Regions from separate parts of the Sus scrofa genome. Here region 2 is linked to region 1. Evidence: chromatin contacts called from public HiChIP or PLAC-seq data. All regions are on one chromosome and are shown on one strand. The core of a region is the stretch at or near the end of the contact, and the rest is flanking DNA. Distances in the headings are between cores, read along the strand shown.

Region 1 (3,751 bases), core at 48-2,547:
CGATTTGACCCCCAGCCTGACAATTTCCACATGCCTCCGGTGCAGCCCGAAAAAGACAAACAAAAAACCCTGCAGAAATAAAAACATCCCCACTGTTGGAGCATTATAATACAGTACCTCAAACGGGGTTCTTCAAACACTTTTTTTTTAGGCATGTGTAAGTTCCCCGGCCAGGGAACCCCAGCCTTAGCAGCCACCGGTCCGCTGCACTGACAATGTCAGGCCCTTAAATCGCTGAACCACAAGGGAACTCCCAAACACTCTAATACTAGAAATAAATTTCAAAAACGTTATGTAAAAGGTTTGGGGGTGGTGGTAAAAAAATGAACACAAATACTTTCCGGCAGTTTGGGACACGAAGGAATAACATTCAAATAGAAAACTATTCTGAACTCCAACCAGCATTCCTCTAATCACCCACTGAGGAGTTACATCCTTTCATAATGGAACTCATCCTCGCCACGGTGCAAAAACAACTCAGTCGTAACTGGGCTGCAGCAACGGTCTGCGCAGGACGGAGGAAGGAGGGAGAAACCTGCCCAGAAAGTTCCGCTTATTTCTAGAAAAACACGAGGGGCGCCTCGGGAGGTAGCCCGTTTCACACATTAGCTGCCTTTTTGTTTCAAATGGAGACGAAACAAAGCCCACGGGAAGCCTCGTGCCGCCGCTGAGGGTCCAGACCAGGTCACCGCAGGGTCGCCGCACGCGGGGCGAAAGGGTCCCCTGAAGGCCCCTCAAATTCCAGCAGCGGCCGCCGCGGGAAGGCGAGGCCGGAACAGACCACCGCGGCCCCCCAAGCGCTCCGGCGAGGAGCCTCGATACTCACCATCTCGATGATCTTGGTCTTCCGGCCCGTCTTCCTCCTCAAGGTGAATATGTACTGGGCCAGCACCACCCCTGCCACCAGGGCGCACACGCTGGCGCTCGCTACCGCGCCCACCCTCGCCACGGCCGCTCGGTCCATGGACGGGTCCTCCTGTGCCTCCCGCTGCAAGAGAAGAGGTCGCTGGACGGCTGCAGGCCTCAGAGCCGCAGGCTGGCGGAGAAGCCTGGACCCCCGGCCTGGCCCCGCCCCCCAGGAAATCCCCGCCCCAATGGAAAGCCCCGCCCACAGACGCCTGAGCCGGGGAACCCAAGGGGGCTAGGGAGCCTGGTCTGCGTGGGAGGCCGAGGAGGGAAGCTTGTCTTCTCAGAGACAAGCGGTTGAAGAATTGTGCAAGGACAGAAAAGGGGAATTGTATTAATTCTCTCTCTGCTAATGAGGGCCAGGCAGTGGTTCATTCCAGCCCTGCCCGATAGAAATCTGATTGCAAACAAGGTACACCGGTAAAAAAATCCTCCGCCCTCCTGAGACCTCAGGACTACAACCCCCAGAAGGCATGGCGGCTCAGCAGTCTGATTTGCGCAGTAGCTTGGCTTTAAAGTGCTACGACAAACTGCAGGGTGCAGTAAAGGATAAAACAGTAGAAAGGCGACCTATAGAATGTGAGAAAAAAAAATTGCAAACCGTGTATTTGATAAGGAGTTAACACCCAAATTATATTAAAGACTCCTGTACGTGAAGAACACAACAACAAAAAACATCTCCATTAAAAAATAGACAATAGATGTAGTTCCCCTTGTGGCTCAGCGGGTTAAGAACCCAACTGGTATCCATGAGGATACAGGTAGATCCCTGGCCTCACTGAGCGGGTGAAGGATCTGGCCTAGCGGCAAGATGCGATGTAGGTCACAGGTGTAGCTCAGATCTTATGTTGCTGTGGCTGTGGTGTAGGCTGGCAGCTCTGGCTCAGATTCAACCCCTGGCCCAGAAACCTCCATGTGCTGAAGGTGCGGCCAAAAAAGAAGCTTATGAAAAGATACTCAATATCACTAACCGTTAGGATCACTAATCATTAGGAAGATGCAAATCAAAACCACATCAAGATATCAGTTCATACAAGTTAAGATGATCATTGTCAAAAAAAAAATGTAAAGTTAAAAGTGTTGGTGAGAAGTTCCCTGGTGGTGCATGTTAAGGATCTGACTATGTCACTGCTGGTGCAGGTTTGACCTCTGGTGAAACAATGTCCACATAGCGCAGATGTGGCAAAAAAAAAAAAAAAAAAAAGTGCTGCTGAGGATGTAGAGAATTGAAACCCTTGTGCACTGTAGGTGGAAATGTAAATTGGTGTAGCCACTGTGGAAAAAGCGCGGAGGTTCCTCAAAAAAATTAAAAACAATTATATGATCCAGTATTCAGAAGAAGTTAAAAGCAGGTACTCAAATTTAAGCTCTCCCATGTTCACTACAGCGCTATACGTAATAGCCAAGCCATGGAGACAACCTAAATGCTCATTGACAGATAAATGCACAAAGAAAATGTGGTAAATGTGATACCTACATCAAATGAATACTATTTAGCCTTTAAAACAGGGGAGTTCTGCAGAATTTGACAATACAGATGATTCTTGAGGACATCATGCTAAGATAAATAAGACATTCATTAAAAAGACAAATGCTGCATTATTCCATTTATATGAGGTAGTTGAACTCAGAAACAGAAAGAGTGGTGGTGGAGGGTTCTGAGGAAGAGGAAATGGGGGAGTCTTCAGCGAATGTTGTTTCAGTTTTGTAAGATGAAAAAGTTCTAGAGGTCTGTTACAGAACTATGTGTCTATATATATGTGTATATATATATATATGTATATATATATTTTAAGGGCCACATATGCATCATATGGAAGTTCCAAGGCTAAAGGTAGAATTAGAGCTGCAGCTTTCAGCCTATGCCACAGCCACATCAATGCTGAATTTGAGCCATGTCTGCCACCTACACCACTGATCACAGTAACCCTGGATCCTTTAACCCACTGAGTGGCACCAGGGATCAAACCCGCATCCTCATGGATACTAGTCAGGTTCTTAACCTGATGAGTCACAGCGGGAACTCCCTTATATGCCTATCCTTAACACTACTGTACTTTACCTTTTAAAATAGATACATTGGTAAATTTTATGTGTTTTATACAACTCACGTTAAAAAAAATTGCTATGACAACAGAATAAAGATGGAGCAAGGAGGTGTTTGTCCTTTTCCCGTTACATCCCAATCAATCATTGCCTCTTCCATCATTTCCCCTTTATGAGTAGCAGGACTTGTTCTCACTGGCCCGGTCTCTTTCAAGGGATTGACGCAGTTTCTCCTGCCTTTCTGCGGGGGTGAGAGAGAGAGGGGATGCAGGGGAGCTACTCAGGGGAATCCCTCCAACTCTGTGGAGCTGGTGGTGCTACCTGGGGAGGCTCTCTCTTTGCTCAGGATATGGGACAAGTTGGAGCAGGAGAACCAGAGGAAGAAGTGAGGATTGCTTTTCTCTGTACCCTCAGCTCTTGTTCTAGTTGTTGCAGCCCTGGGATCCTGGCAGGGGTTTTTCTTCAAGGGAAATTTGTGGAGAGATAATTCTTAGAAAGGTTGGATAGGGCTCACCTGAGCAAGCACCAGGTAAGAAAACAAGTCTGGATTAACCACTGGGTGCATGAATGCCTTTGGCAGACTGGGAAACACATGGTAGCTATTAACTATCAGCCCACATATTTGATTTCTCTATTGTTTTTTAAGTATGTAAATCTCTTTTTTTCCATGAAATTATTGTCCATAGTGATACATGATGGCACATGGGATAGCAGGAACCATAGAAAAATATGCAAGAATTTGATGTAAATTTATAAATTTTGCTATGCATGACCTTACGTCTTGCTTTGATAATTAGCG
Region 2 (4,085 bases), core at 391-2,890, 91 kb before region 1:
GAGTGAGCCGCGTCTGCAACCCACATCACAGCTCACGGCAACGCCGGGTCGTTAACCCACTGAGCAAGGGCAGGGACCGAACCCGCAACCTCATGGTTCCTAGTCGGATTCGTTAACCACTGCGCCACGACGGGAACTCCATGTATTATTATTTCTAATAATTTTAACTTAGAGTCTATTCAGTAACCGGTAAGACTAGAGGAAAAACTGCAGAAGAAAAAAGGTATAGAGAAGACTGAGGGAAAAGGGAGACATCCAATGCAATCGATAATCTGTGGCAAACATATCTGGTTGACAAACCAAACGCCATTCTGCATTCTTTCCTCCTTACTAACAGGATTCTGGTTTTGTTTAGGAAGCTTAGGTAGGCCTCTACTTCAGAGAAGGCTGGTTGGAGAGTGGAAGCCCTTTCCCTGCTCTCTGGAGATGAATCTTAAATAGTCTTAAACCAATCATATTTCTCTTCTACTGATTGGTTAGCAATGGGCATGGGATGCAATTTTAGTCAGTGAGATATGAGAGGAGGTCTGTAGGAGGGAGGCTTTCTGGAAAGGTCGTCTTTGCTCTTTTTTTTTTTTTCAGGGCCTCACCAATGGCCATGGAAGTTCCCAGGCTAGTGGTTGAATCGGATCTGCAACCGCCAGCCTACACCACAGCAACACCAGATCCTAGCCGCACTGCGACCTACACCACAGCTCACAGCAATGCGGTATCCTTAACCCACTGAGCGAGGCCAAGGATCAAACCTGCATCCTCACGGATGCGACTCGGGTTCGTTACTGCTGAGCCACAATGGGAACTCCTGTCTTTGCTCTTAATAAAGGATGCTTGGGAGTCCTGGTGGCTAGCAGTTGGGGACTTGGCGTTGTCACTGCTGTGGCTTGGGTTCCATCCCTGGCCCGGGAAATTTTGCATGCTGCTGGTGAGGCTAAAGAAAAAAACATTAAATGATAGTTGGAAAGATAAAAGGTCAACCAATTCAAAGCTAAGAATGCATTTAACTAATGGAGTTCCCGCAGCATCTGGGTCTCTCGTATTAAGTCCTAACTGACCCGATCACGTGTGTGAGACCATGTGGGTCGTTTGCGATTAAGTACATCCATTGACTGGTCAGTGAACACTTAGCAATGGTCTCACAATACCCTTTCTCTAAGTATGAAAAGAAAATCCTGAAAAAAAAAAAATCCTAAAAAATGGTTTCAGTCTTTTTCCACGTAGAATCCAGCCTTGAAACCAAGTTCAAAAAAAAAAAAAAAAAAAAAGTTTTCCTCCCTCCCCAAAGCAGCAAGGGGTAATTGGATCCACCGCCACGTAGGAGCCTCTACTGGTCCTAAATCCGGAGAGTCTCGAGGGGCAGGCGGAGACCTTAGGGTTTGCTTGGGCAGCAAAAGTTTTCTTTTCCAACTTTGGGCCGAAGCCCAGTCCCGAGGAGTTCACGATTTCTCCCTCGGGGACGGGTCCCCTTTGAACTTGCCAGAAGGCCCGCCTCTTCCCGGGCGGGCCGGCTCACTGGCCCGGCGGCGCAGGGAGCAGCAGGCCGGTCCTGGCTCGCGGCCGAGGCTCCTCCCCTCCCTCGGATGTGGCCGCGGGGCGGGGGGCGGGAGAGAGGGGGGTGGCTGCTGCCGGGGGAGGGCCGGGAGTCTTTTCCACGTTTGCAAACGCCGCCGAGCGCCCGGGCTCGCCCCACGCGCCCGAGCTCTGTGCGCCCTCGCCGGCTCCGCGCCGCGCCCCCTCCTCTCCTCGCTGCCCCGGATGGCGGTCAGGGCCCGGAGTTGGCGGCCCCCGCCCCCGCCGCTGCTCCTGCTCCTGCTCTGGGTGACGGGGCAGGCGGCCCCCGTGGCGGGCCTGGGCCTGGGCTCCGACACCGAACTGCAGATCGAGCGGCGCTTCGTGCCCGACGAGTGTCCGCGCACCGTGCACAGTGGCGACTTCGTGCGCTACCACTACGTGGGGACGTTTCCCGACGGCCAGAAGTTCGACTCCAGGTACCGCGCCCTGCGCGCCCGGCTCCGGTTTGGAGGCTGCAGCGCCCGCTCTCCCGCTTCCCGCTCTCCGGAAAGGCCTTTCCCTCCCGACGGACCTCCCCCAGCCCCGCCCAGCGAACCCGCGCTCCTCCCTCTCGCTCCTTCTACCCCCAAACTTCCCCGACCCTTAATCTCTCTGCCGGGTTGAGGGGGCGAGCCTCCCGATTCTTTTGCTCCTCTGGTCCGCCTGCTTGGGGCTGGAATCTCTAGGACCTTGCGCCGCGGGGTTGGGACAAATCACGCCCTTCCTCCCTGCCCAGCGCATCGACATAGGCGAGCTCTGTGTAAAGTTGGCAGTCCGCGAGCAGACCCCCAAGTGTAAATGTTGGTGTCCCCTTGCCATCTCCTTTTCCTGTTCCTTCCGGGATGGCACTCGAGCGGCTAGTCAGACAGACCTCTCCATGATGATGGCGATAGTGGTGGTGGTGATGAAAGTGCTGATAGCAGCCGCGAAGGTTTAGGGAGCTGTTACAGTGCGCTGGGGTGGTTCTAACTGCTTTCCATGTAGTGAACTCATTTACTTCTTCCAGTTCTCCCAGGTAAGTACTCTCATCACTCTCATTTTGCCAGTGAGATATCTTGAGGCCATTGAGGCCAAGAAACTTGTTTCAGTGGAATCATTTTGAAACTCAGACCATCCAAGGCAGGAGTCTGTGCCTGTTAACTACCACTGCCGCCCCCCCGCCATCTCCCCCCCTTATGGCCTTCCAAAAACTTCCCTTAGCAGGGGGCAGTCCAGAGTAAGTCACTCAGCTCTGCCCTGTGGTCGTGCACCATGCCGGCGATTCCTGCCCTAAGCTCTGCCCCAAGAGCACAGCACCTCTCCCAGCTTCTCTCCAGTTTAGTTTTAGGGTTAACAGGCCTCTTCTCCTCCAGCTCCAGGCTGCTGTCCTCCCTGAGACTTTGTCACAATCCCAGGTCGGTGCCCACATGTCTCTCAGTGTATCACCAAATGAAGCAGAGACAAAATTTGTTGAGTGTCTGCTCTGTGCTCTAGGCTGGGCTAAGCTCATTCCTGAAGCTGTCTTTTAAAAAATAATCTTAGCCTCTCTTACCTTTTTTGAAATTCCAGACAATGAGTGAATATACAAAAGGTGTTTAATATACTATGTGACACATAGCGAGTGCTTAGAAATAGTTATTCTCAAAAAATAAAAAGTAGTCATTCTCACTACTGTTTTAGTTGCTTCTTTTTTTAAAAAACAGCTTTGAGATATAAATCACATTCCATACAATTCATCCATTTAAAGTGTACAAGTCAGTGGTTTTTAGAATATTCATAGAGTTGTGCAACCATCACAACCTTAATTCCAGAGCTTTTTTTTTTTGGTCTTTTGAGGGCCGCACTCGCAGCATTTGGAAGTTTCCAGGCTAGGGGCTGAATCAGAGCTTTAGCTGCCAGACTACACCACAGCCACAGCCACACCAGATCTGAGCCTCGTTTTTGACCTACGCTGCTGCTCACAGCAATGCTGGGTCCTTAACCCAATGAGCAGGGTCAGGGATTGAACCTCATCCTCATGGATACTAGTTGGGTTCTTTTTTTGTGTGTGTGTGTCTTTTTTCCATTTCTTGGGCCACTCCCGTGGCATATGGAGGTTCCCAGGCTAGGGGTTGAATTGGAGCTGTAGCCACCGGCCTATGCCAGAGCCACAGCAACTCGGGATCTGAGCCGCATCTGCGACCTACACCACAGCTCACGGCAATGCCAGATCTTTAACCCACTGAGCAAGGCCAGGGATCGAACCCGAAACCTCATGGTTCTTAGTCGGATTTGTTAACCACTGATCCAAGACGGGAACTCCACTAGTTGGTTTCTTAACCTGTTGAGCCACTACAGGAATTCCCCAGAACATTTTCATCACTCCAAAAAAATCCCCATCAGCAAGTCACTTCTGTCCCCTCCACCCTAGGTAACCATTAATATACTTTTCTTTATGGAATCATGCAATTTGCAACCTTTGAGTCTGGCTTTTTTCACGTAGCATACTATTTAAAGGGTTCATTCATGTAGCATGCATGTGTAGTACTTGCTTCCTTTTTATGGCTGTATAAATATCC

Evidence for each region. HiChIP or PLAC-seq counts read pairs in DNA pulled down with a chosen protein or histone mark.
Region 2: a contact with region 1 is called in an H3K27ac HiChIP or PLAC-seq map of skeletal muscle. The contact joins the promoter of FKBP9 here to the promoter of NT5C3A in region 1. A contact is called at or near these places in 1 of 5 promoter capture datasets (liver), 21 of 47 Hi-C or Micro-C datasets (alveolar macrophages, blood, embryonic fibroblasts and 9 more) and 2 of 2 datasets of contacts at active chromatin or transcription factors (alveolar macrophages and skeletal muscle).

What each region holds. Positions count from the first base shown.
Region 1 is chr18:40,438,436-40,442,186 of Sscrofa11.1, reverse strand. NT5C3A (cytosolic 5'-nucleotidase 3A) reads right to left here and starts at 1,297. Exons shown (of 9, transcript XM_003360167.2): 1 at 827-1,297. The coding sequence starts at 964.
Region 2 is chr18:40,529,814-40,533,898 of Sscrofa11.1, reverse strand. FKBP9 (FK506 binding protein 9) reads left to right here and starts at 1,640. Exons shown (of 10, transcript NM_001252232.1): 1 at 1,640-1,985. The coding sequence starts at 1,753.